2 separate regions of the Mus musculus genome follow, and region 1 is linked to region 2. Evidence: chromatin contacts called from public HiCAR-type data. All regions are on one chromosome and are shown on one strand. Each heading gives the region's core, a stretch centred on a gene start, on an enhancer-like site or on the middle of the called end of the contact. The rest is flanking DNA. Distances are from core to core; before and after follow the strand shown. Region 1 holds the start of Mrpl50 (mitochondrial ribosomal protein L50). Region 2 holds the start of Tgfbr1 (transforming growth factor, beta receptor I).

Region 1 (5,740 bases), core at 2,553-5,052, 2.2 Mb after region 2:
GAAGGATTGGTCACCAGGGAGTGGCACTATTAGGAGGTGTGGCCTTGGTGGAGGAAAATATGTCTTTGGGGGGAGGACTTTAAGGTTTCAAATGCTCAAGCCAGGCCTAATGTTTATTTCTCCTCCTGCCTGCAGAGATGTAGAACTCTCCAGCACCATGTCTGCCTGCATGCCACCATGCTTTCTGCCATGATGATAATGAACTGAACCCCTGAAACATAAGCCAGTCCCAATTAAATGTTGTCCTTTATAAGAGTTGCCGTGGTCAGCCTCTCAGGAGCCTGATATAGCTGTCTCCTAAGAGGCTCTGCCAGAGCCTGACAAATACAGATGCAGATGCATGCAGCCAACCATTAGACTGAGCATGAGGTCCCCAATGGAGGAGTTAGAGAAAGGACTGAAGGAGCGAAAGGGGTTGCAACCCCATAGGAAGAACAACAATATCAACCAACCAGACTCCAGAGCTCCCAGAGACTAAACCAACCAAGGAGTATACATGGAGGGTCCCATGGCTCCAGCAGCATAGCAGAGGATGACCTTGTCGGGCATCAATTAGAGGAGAGGCCCTTGGTCCTGTGAAAGGTTGATGGATGTCTCAGTGTAGGGGAATGGCAGGGTGGGGAGGTGGGAGTGGATGGGGGAACACCCTCATAGAAACAGGGGGAGGGGGAGGGGATAGGGTATCTCAGGGGAGGGGGAACCAGGAAATGGGATAACATTTGAAATATAAATAAAGAAAATATCCAATAAAGAAGAAAAAAGAAAAGAAAAGAAAAGAAAAGAAGAGAAGAGAAGAGAAGAGAAGAGAAAAGGAAAAGAAAAGAAAAGAAAAGAGTTGAGTTGCTGTGGTCATGGAGTCTCATCAATAGAAACCAAAACAACCAAACATCAGGACTGTGTTCAATACTCAGCATCCAGGAGAGAAAATTAACAGAATGTGTACATGTTTGTAGTCAGAAAACTGGAAAGGAGGTCTCAGGGCTGGCTAGTCTAGTCAAGTCATAGGGCTCCAGGTTTAATGAGAGACCATGTCTTAAACTATAAAGCAGGGCATGCCTGAAGAAAACACTCAACTTCACACACACAACACATACACAATCACACACACAGACACAATATCTTGAGTTGGGTGAAAATGTATAACATAACAGTGCTGGCTACTTTTCTGTCACCTTGGCACAGCTAGAGTCATCTGGGGAAAGGGAATCAATCTCACTTAAGGAAAGGCCCCCACAAGACTGGCCCATGGGCCAGCCTGTGCCCGAGGTATTTTAATGATTAATAATTAATGTGGGAGTGCACAGGTCACCTTGGGTGGTGCCACACTTAGTCTGGTGGTCCTGTGTGCTAAAAGAAATCAAGTAGAGCAAGTTACACAGAAGCAAGCCAGAATGCAGCACTGCTCCATGGTCTCTACATAGTTCCTGCCTCCAAGGTTCCTGTTTTGAGAGCCTGGCCTGACTTCCCCAGATGATGGACTGACCCCAAGCTGTAAAATAAAATAAACCCCTTGTTAGTATCAGGCACACCCATGAACAACTGGAAGCGACTTCACAGCAATCAGGTGTCTTTACAGGCAGCTCTCAGACCCAGAGAAGAGACATGTCCTCTCTAGAAGACAGTGTAGCTGCTGGCTCCTGCTGTGTCTATTCACCCTGCCCCCCTCTCTCTTTCCTTCCACACTCTCCCAAAGGCTGCCTCTGACCCCCTCCCAATAAACCTCCCATGTGAGACCTGCTGCACGGTGTGATTTATTTAGAACCGTGACGCTTATTTCTAACACTCCTTCCTCCTCAAGTTGCTTAGGTCATGGTATTTTAATCACAATAGAAACCCTAACAAAGACAATAACAAACATAAAAAGAAAGCCAGCACTAAGGTGAATTTATAGTAATAAATGACTACATCATTAAAGATTTTAAGCAACTTAATATTGAACCACATGAAACTAAAAAAAAAAAAAAAAGAAAAAAATGTAAATCCCAAAGTTAGCAAAACAAAAGCAATCATAAAGAGCAGAGCAGACACAAATCTCATAAAAAGAAACCAACAAAACTAAGGGCTAATACAGAAAACCTCAAAACCTCATGTAATTAAAATCAGAAATATACGGCGATACAAGAGATGTTTCACAAATAAAAAGTTACAAGAAGGAGCTTTACAGGCTGCAGAACCTAAAAGAAGCAGTTAAAGATCCCAGGTACATATAACCCTAAACCAAGAAAGAATACAAAGCCTCCGCCAGTCAATAGCAATCAGAGACATTTAATAAAGAGTCAGAAGTCGAGGGCTGGAGAGCTTTGAGCTCAGAAGTTAAGAGAACTCGCTGCTCTTCCAGAGTGCAGTCCTCAGCACCCACCTCAGGCTGCTAGCTCACAATCTCTTGTAACACCAAACTCAGGGGATCTGACGCCCTCTTCTGTCCTCCGAGAGTATCAGCACACATATATTTATACATACACATATGGACATAAATAAAATAAATCCTCAATAAAATCAGTGGTTTCTCTAGAGAAATAATAAATCACCCCCCCCCAAATGATCAAGAAATCTGGTTTGTTTATAACAGCAGGAAAAAAATATTTAGGAAAAAATAACCAAGCAGGTTAAAGATCTATACTCTAAAACTCTAAACCATCCATGAAAGAAACAGAAAACACACATATAAATGAAGAGACAGTCCATGTTCAATGACTGTTCCATGTCTGCACTACTTAAATACTTAACTCAAAAAAATCGAATGGCTTTTCCCAAAGACATAAAGAGCAATCTTAAATTACGAATAGCTGCAGCAATCATGAGCAAGAAAAACATGGAAGAAATTATGCTTCAAGATTTAAAATTCTAACACAGAGCTATGATGATTGACAATAAACAAAACAAACAAACAGAACGCAAAAAGGGATGTAAAAAGGTGGGATTGGCCTGACTGCTGAAATCTCTCCTCTATGTGAATATACATCACTACATCCATTTACACCTTAAAGAACGGTTACCTGAAAAATGAACAGTTTATCACCAACTGCCCCCCTTCTCCTATGAGGACAAAGATTTGGTCTAATTAACCACTTTATCTTTAATATTTATCATATAGTAAACACTAAAATATCTGTTGAGTGAAAAAAAAAAGAAATGAACTTGGGACATCTGACACTAACCAGGGAAAGGTTAGAGTTAATACATGGGGTGAGGATTCAAACTTCTAACTTAATACGTTCGTTGTTCTCTGAGGTCCCAGCGGTTAAATTTTCAGGCCCTAAATATTATCTAAGTAATATACATAGATCCCACAGGATGCAGTGAGGAAAACTGTGGATAAGCAGTTAAGTCACGGGGCTTCTGGATCCACCATGTGCGTGCTTCTCTTCAGTGGGCCTCAGTTCCCTCCCGTGTGGAACTAAAGCGTGGGAAAGAGAGTACTGCTGGGTACACACTTAGAGACACGGAAGGCATTTAGAAACTATTTGTTGTATGCATCAGTGAAATCTGGGAAAGCGCACCGTGTTGCCGTTAGAAGCGGTCCTGCCAATCGCAGAAACGTAAGCTTTTAGCTCGGATCCCTACTCCACGCTAACTCCTGAAGGCTCAGGACCAGGGTCCCATCTTAACCCTCTGAACTCGTCCCCTCCGCTTCTGATTACTTACGTGGAACTTAGACCATTGAGAAACACTCAGATTTACCTGGATCGAGACCAAAATTCTCTACGTGTTGCCAAGGGAAGCTTCCACAGCCAGCCTCTTCTTGCTAACCGAGACACGATCAGCGCCGCCATTCTCGACAAGCAACCCAAGAGCGCCAGACGTGCCCGACTCAGCCAATCAGATGAGAGCTTACTTCAGCGGCCCCTGACGTTGCCCAGACCTATGCATTCCGGGAAATGTAGTTCGCTTGCCATTTACGGAAGAAGGCGGTGGCTCGCTCCCTGGGCATGTTGGGAGTTGTAGTTGGAGCGGTTCCGCGAAGGCTCCGGGTAACGCCTTCTGGTCCGGGGGTGGTCGGTAGTAGTGCAGCTTGACTTTGAGGCGGAGGAATTGGCAACAAGGAGGAGATATTACAGGGAGACCCTAAGGCTAGGCAGCGGGACAGAGGACTGGGTTTGGGGTTGGAGGACAGCCAGACAGAACGTCTGATATGCCCCTAGGAACTTGACCGCTCCGAGACAGAGGCAGGACCACACCAGACCCATCCGGTGAGCCCCTTCTCGCCGAGCCTTATTTCCAACAGCCATCTAGGCCTCATCAGAGCCCCAATGTCGTGTGGCTGCTATTCCTGAACGAGGCGATGGCGTCCCCAAGCCCACCGCTGGAGCCAAAGGTGAGTTGCCCTTTCAAGAGATCTCCGTTATTTCGCCACTCCCAAGACAGCAAGGCCGCGCCATCACCTCTTCCCCTGTCCCCCTCCTGGCCATTTCTACAACTCTTAAGAAAGGACCCCAGTCAACTCCTGTGTACCCCTTGCTGCGGGACATACCCCTTGCTGCAAGGTGCTTTTAGTTCACTTACAAACTCCCCAAGGCCCCTTTTTCTTTTTTCCTTTCTTTCTTTTTTTCTTTTTTTCAAGAGTAACTTGATAAATCGGCTGGGGAAAATTAAGACTGCTCCAAGTTAGATCTCATTTATGAGTTTCTCAGGTGAGGCACTTTTTTCTTTCTTTTCTTCTTTTTTTTTTTTAAATCTCGTCTGTCCTCTGCAGCTAGCACAATGTCTGAACTCAAGGTGAGTGTTTAGAAAACCTAATGGAACTGCGTCGAATTGGGTCCCAAGCTGGTGTGGGTAGAAGCTTGGGGCGAACAGTGAGGCCAGGGAACGTTGGGGTGGTCTTAAGGCTGTTAACTAAAAACAGTCGTGGTATTAGTGTGTAATAACGAAAGCAGAGAAGACCTTCAGTTTGGAAGGCGTGGATCTAGACCAGTCCAGATCCTTTTCAGTGTGAGGTGCCATGAATTGAGCACCTTTTGGAACTCTTACTTACCGTGTTCCTCCTAGTGAATGGGAGCATGGTAAAGTGACAATAACTTCTCCCACTTTCAGTGGAGAGACCACTGGAACTGACTACAGAGAGAAAACAATTCCAGCAGTGGCTGACATTTGAGGCTATGGCTATGTTTCTTACTCAGGAGGAGTGGGGTTATCTGGATCCAGCTCCGAGAAGCCTGTATAAAGATGTCATGATGGACAGCTACGGAAAGCTGGTCTCGCTGGGTAAGAATGCACGCTTTTTCTAACTAAAATATCTAATAAGGTACTAACACTTAAACCCAGAATGCGTCAAGCAGTGTAACTGACACCAGCACTATTTTGTCCCAACCTTCTGATTCGGATCTTTCTACAACTCTGGTCTCCCTCGCTTCCTTGTTAGCAAAGGCTGGCTTTGGCAGCTTCAGAATCTCATTCCCAGACGGCTCTGTTGGCTCTGTACTTTCCTTCCCGGTTCATCTTCCCACGGCTCTCCTCCCACCCTCTTTTCACTCTGCCTTCTGGAGCCTGGGCTGCTCATCACACAGTGTTCCTTACCGCTCCGGCCTACACTGAAAGCTGGCACAGAGCCGAGCACACCACTTCTCTGGCAGACCTTCAAGTGGGGGCTGCTCATTCTCCCGGGTCCTCCTTCCTCTTGCTTTGTCTCAGGACTGGGAGGCAGAAGTTAAGTGTTCTCCCAGCTCTCCCAGTGCTTGTCCCAAAGCATTTATTTTTCCACCTTCCAGGAGCATGTCCTCATGTGGGGTCAGCAGTCCTGTTT
Region 2 (5,658 bases), core at 1,343-3,842:
AACACAGGTGGGTTCATTCATTTTACTATATTTAAGCAGGTGAATGTCTTCTGAAGTGGTCAGGTGCCCTGTGCAGTAGAACCTCCTGAGTAGTTTATTAGCGATGCATATTCTTGGACTGCCTCCAGAGGAGCTTAAGCAGGCATTCCAGGTCCCAGACCCAAGCAGCTGAACCCAAAAAACTGTAGAGAGTCCCAAATTTAAATGGACAGGTTTTGTTTCATTCTAACACAGCTTGTTTTCAGATCTGTAGCTCATGGAAATTTCCCCCTAATATCAGAAAGATATAATTTAAAAATAGTCTGTTTCTCCTTCTTGTTCCTCAGTTTCCAAGTGAACACACTTCATTCCATGGAAAATGTCCTGGACTAGGAAATGTGTCACAGAAAAAAATCCTCATGTTGATCAGTACAGGCTTCATAAGGCAAAGCATTGGGTTAGACTCAAGGTTAACATCATGCAAAGGGGAGGGGGCAAAGTAAATGGTATTAACTAAATATTTACTATGTCCCAGACACTGTTCCAGACACATTATGTCACTAAGGCACTCTGGACTTGTGATTCAGTCCCATTTATAAGTGGGATGGGAGCTTTTAATATTTGCAACCCATTAAAGATAACCAGAGAAAAAATTCCTATGAGATTAATTATTCATGCATAGCATAAAAATCTCTTGAGATCTTATGCAAGACACAGACTAGATCAGAAAAAGAAAAATAGGGGGGGCATCTTGGCATGTGGCTGCAACCCCAGGCCTGGGGGAGGGGAGGTGGAGGACTAAGGAAGGAGGATTCCGAGTTTCAGTCTAGCCTGGTTTGCATAGTGAGACCCCCATCTTTAAAAACCAAGGGCTGGGGGCCGGAGAGATAGGTTAATAGTTAAGAGACTGCTGCTCTTGCAGAGGAAGTGGTTCCGTTCTTAGCATCCTTGTTAGGTGGCTCACAGTTCCACTCCAGGTGTCACTCCAGTTCCAAGTGATTGGACGCCCTCTTCTGGACCCCACAAGCACTACTTGCATACGGTGCACATAGGAGCACAAGAGCTGGGGGTATAGCTTATGAGTAGAGTACTTGCCTAGGAAGTACAAGGCTTTAGGGGTGGGGGTGAGGCGGGGGCAGTCACTGGAGATTTTAGGTGTGTCAGGCTCTTTATATCTCCCAGAGAGATTTCATTAGAAGCTGGTCAAATTTAGTCCCTGTAACCTCAGGGCATTTGAGCCAGGGGGGCCAGGGGAGCCAGGGGAGGCAGGAACTGATGGTTCTGGAGTCCCAGAGAGCAGGCCTGTTCAGGTTCTGGCAGGTTGAGGACTTGCTGAAGCGTGTCCTAGCTGGAGCCGAGGAGCAGTCTCAGACCCCAGCTCTTAGCCCCCACGGTTTGCTTTCATAAGCAGGATCAAACTCTTGGAAAGTGGCTATAAAGCAATTTACCAACAGCTACTAGAGGCCGGCTGATTCCTACTACGGAGCTTTATTTAATTCCGAGTTCAAATCACACAGAAAATAACATTTTCTCCTTAAAAGGTTCTGCGGAAAAATGCTGTCGGTGCCATGCGGCCGCCTCCGTGACTGTGTTTGTGTCTGAAGAAAGGACTAGTCTGACAGGAAGAATTACAAATCTGGAGCTCATTTTGGCGTCCCAGAGGGAAGGTGGGTGGAGCGTCTCACAGTAAATTAGGAATTCAGAATGAAAGCGGAGCTGAGTTTATTTGGGTTTTTAGTGACACCTCGAAATTATTACACAGGAGTGTCGGAGACAACTCAAAGTACCTATGACTGCTCCCGCTTCGCCCCGGGGCGGGATGCTTCTTCGTAGGGCAATCCTCCCTCCTTCGAAACCCGTGGGCCTCTCCGCTTCCACGCGGGGACAGCAAAGGTGGGAGGGAAGGAGGGCGGCGGGGACCCTTAGTCTGGGTCTTTTTACGGTGCCGAGACACAGAGGCCACTCGGGGGTGTGTCTGAGCTCCACCTTGGGATTCCGAAACTGGGCTCCGACTTTGAGACTGGAATTTGGGGAGAGGACGACGAGGTCTGGGGCGGACGTGGAGTGCAGAAAGAAATCGGACTGTCTTTGCGGGGAGGCTGGAAGCCGCGGGTCTAGGGTGGGGGAAGTTGAACCCCGGACAATATTGAGGGTCCGAGTGGCGAGAGTTGGGTTTTGCGGGTGCAGGACTGTGCAGGGGAAGTCAGGGTGGGGTTGGAGTAGAAGAAAAGAGCGTGCAACGGTCACAGTCTTTCCCTGAGCAACTCTCACAGGCACACCCTGCGCTCAGTCGGGACCGTGGGCTCCCTCGGGCGCGCAGACTGGGACCCTGCCCCCACCCGCCGCGGGAGCGCGAGCTGCCCGCTGTGGCTGGAGTAAAGGCGCCCAGCGGTGAGGGGGCGTGGTCAGAGGCCCAGCAGTGCGGGGGCGTGGTTAGAGGCAGAAACCCACGGCCGCTCATTGGTAGCCCAGGGCCCCGCGGGCGGGGCTCTCGGCTAGGTCCCGCTAGGGCGCTCGCGGGCGGCGGGGGAGGCGGGGTCGGCGGGAGCCGGGCAGCCAATGGGCGTACGCCCCTCGAGCAGTTACAAAGGGCCGGAGCGAGGCCGCGGCGGCGGCGGGGAGGTGGGGCGAGGAGGGGCGAGGCTTCCTGAGGAGAAGCTGCGGCCGGGGCCGGGCCGGGCCACAAACAGTGGCGGCGGGACCATGGAGGCGGCGGCCGCTGCTCCACGTCGTCCGCAGCTCCTCATCGTGTTGGTGGCGGCGGCGACGCTGCTCCCGGGGGCGAAGGGTGAGTGGCGGGCGGGTGGCTGCGGGGCGCGCGGGCCGGGCCGGGCCTCTGGCTCGCTTCAGCTCTTTCTCAAACATGGCGCGGGGCCGGGGGCGCAGGTGGCGGCGCCCGGCCGGCCGGGCGCTCCTGACCCGGCAGGCGCCACGCGAGCCGGGGCGGGGAGGAGAGGCGGGGCGGGGGCGGTGTCGAGCGCGGGTGGCGGAGCACCGAGCAGAGGCCGGCCCTCTTGGGCTCCCGGGGGGCAGCGGCTGGCGAGCCTGCCGAGGTCGGGGGCTGCCCTTAGGGGTGCGAGGCCGGCCGGGACCGTGGCCCCCTGATTCCACTGCCTAAATGCGCCCCGGCCTGAAGCTGTTGGGGCGTGGGCGGGCACCGGCGTGGAGGCGCTCCGGGGCCGGGCGCTTGGAGGGCTCCCCGGAGGGTCGAAAGGGGCGCCGTGGGCAGAGACCCCGGGTGGGCCGCACCGCCGTGAGTGCCGACGCCCGCCTAGGGCGACTTTTCTTCAACCAGGGGCTTTGTGTGAGAAGCAGGCGCGAAGATGCGCGGAATGTTCTCGCTTCGTGAGTCTGGGAAGAGTTCAGAGTCCAGTAACCAGAAGGCTGCAGATTGTCTTCTTGCTAGTAGAAACTTGAACGTTTGCTCACTCTGCAGATTTGGGAACGTTTGAATGGGAACGGTTCTGTAGAATTGATCAAATTATTCCTTTTCTCGAGGGGATCGTTGCTTTGGGTGTATCATTTCCCTAAGCGGTAGTTTTAAAACCAGACCTCTGTGTAGCTGGGGTTTGAAGGGAAATGTGTGGTTTCCCAAAATATTAAAGCCGGTCGTGATACTGGTTGTCACCTCTGGAGGGAAGATTGAAAAAAACTTTGTCAGGAACCAATTAAAATAGGAGAAAGCAAAATACTGAGGCTCGGCATTAGCAACCTGCATACAGTGAAAATACATTTTTGTTGCGGAAATTGGATAACAACATTTTAAAAAGCAAAACAAGCCAAAACAAAAGTCTCTCCAGACTGTGGATGCCAACTATGATTAAACTTAATAGTTACTGTTTATTGGGAGTTGATTATAATGCAGATGTAAAAGACACAGTATCAGAACCCTCGCAGTACCAGTATTTGTCCTGTATATTGACATGAAAACTGAGGTGCAGAAGATTAAGTTCTTAGTAAGTGCAGAAATTAGGATTTGCACTTAGGCTTTCAGGGTTCAAAATCTGTGCACCTGTTACACCAAAGTAGCATGACTCACTTAAAGAACAGTTGATATTTGATAACATAACTTAGCCATCAGTTTCTTAGTTTACTTGAACATTCTCTTTACATAGGTCTACAGTAGAAGATACAATGGGTTTTTGACATTGGCTTAGGAAGGAAATAATGGTGGACAAAGTGGGAGAATTGTTATAATTATGCATCAACTATAAGTGACCATATCTAACAGTTATTTGGGTAAAGTAATTAATTCTTTTCTACCTAAAACAAAGCAGGACACGTTCATGCATTTAGCAGTATTGACGTGGATGCTGAGAAGGCTGGTTCATGTCCTGGAGGACTTTATAGCCTACTTAGGCAATGATGTAATACAAAATTAGCCTAGATGTTTTTATTGCTCAAAACCTAGACTAGTACTTCATAAACTTTCCCCATTTGCCACCCTCTTTTCTCAAAAGATTGTATGTGCCCATGAGTCACATACAAAATGTAAAAGATGGGTATATAAATCAAATGTACTGATAATAGAGCATAAATAAAATTATTTTAAAACAATTCATTGGTATATACAGTTTTACCATTTATTAAAGATTAAAGCACATTTCTGTAGTAATGAGATGGGTGAGTTTATTTTTTCTTAAAGAACTGAATCATCCAGTGCTGGCGACTCCACATAATTACAGATGTTTAGGACCATTTCAGAAATTGTTGCAATTCTATCTTAATCACAAGATGAGATTTATGTAATAATTTTTAAAATGAAATTTAAGTCAGCAACTTAAACAGCAGTTTTTAAAATCAGACATTTTAACACAATACAATTGGTCAAGGATATACCACTTTGATATACATGAGGAATGAAAGTCTTTTCTGTAGTTTGTGTATGTTTCTGGAAGAATAGAAAACTTTGTATATTCAATAAAAACATTAAAACTCATAAAATAATAGTCTGGACTGTGTTAGCACTGCATAGCACGATAGCATGTGTGTTTAGAACCAAGACTGTAGTGAAGTTGCATCTTGCAACATAAGCATGGATTGCCAGAAACACCTCAGATTCATTACTCAGTTGATTTTGAATTAATTTTGGGGTGTTATACATTCACAAGTCCTTTACTGTTGCCAGATTGTTATATGACCCAGCATCTCTATGTGGAATTAGGAATCAGTTTAAGCTATGGCCTGCAGGGCACTGTGGCTCATGCCTTTAATCTCAGCACTCAGCAGATTCTGATCTCATAGTGAGTTCTAGGACATCATAATATAGAGGTCTTATCTCAACCCCACCCCCCAAAAAGAAGACGCTAGACCTAGATAAGTTCACCTTGTCTCATTTCGTTAGGTTGTTTCAGTGTAGCCTTTTATACATTCTGAAGAAATGCACAGCTTTTCTTTATAATTTAGCTTCTCTTAAAACTTGAAATTGCTCTTTACTGTCTGTTATTTATATTTCTCTGCTAGCATATGTTTTCTCCAATATAGATTTTTGTAGGGAAATTGATCCCTTATCCCTGGACAAATACACAATATTACTTGTTTATATTTGCATCACTTGTTAGAATGCTGTTTGCTGCCTGCAATTTCAGGGCTTTCTTGGAAAAAGTCCCTAACATCCTCTCTTGCTGAGCAACTACCAGCTTAGTACTGCTAGTTATCCCCTAAATCTACATGGTTTTT

The links. HiCAR-type assays count read pairs that join an accessible place to other places.
Region 1: a contact with region 2 is called in a HiCAR-type map of astrocytes, with 2.6 times the contacts expected there. The contact joins the promoter of Mrpl50 here to the promoter of Tgfbr1 in region 2. A contact is called at or near these places in 2 of 39 promoter capture datasets (liver and pre-B cells) and 1 of 115 datasets of contacts at active chromatin or transcription factors (astrocytes).

The regions. Positions count from the first base shown.
Region 1 is chr4:49,517,281-49,523,020 of GRCm38.p6, forward strand. It overlaps Mrpl50 (mitochondrial ribosomal protein L50), which reads right to left and starts at 3,803. Exons shown (of 2, transcript NM_178603.4): 1 at 3,682-3,803. The coding sequence starts at 3,773. It overlaps Zfp189 (zinc finger protein 189), which reads left to right and starts at 3,896. Exons shown (of 3, transcript NM_145547.3): 1 at 3,896-4,315; 2 at 5,118-5,202. The coding sequence starts at 4,283.
Region 2 is chr4:47,350,630-47,356,287 of GRCm38.p6, forward strand. Tgfbr1 (transforming growth factor, beta receptor I) reads left to right here and starts at 2,593. Exons shown (of 9, transcript NM_009370.3): 1 at 2,593-2,767. The coding sequence starts at 2,683. It overlaps Gm32435 (a long non-coding RNA gene), which reads right to left. Exons shown (of 3, transcript XR_390551.4): 3 at 1,685-3,609.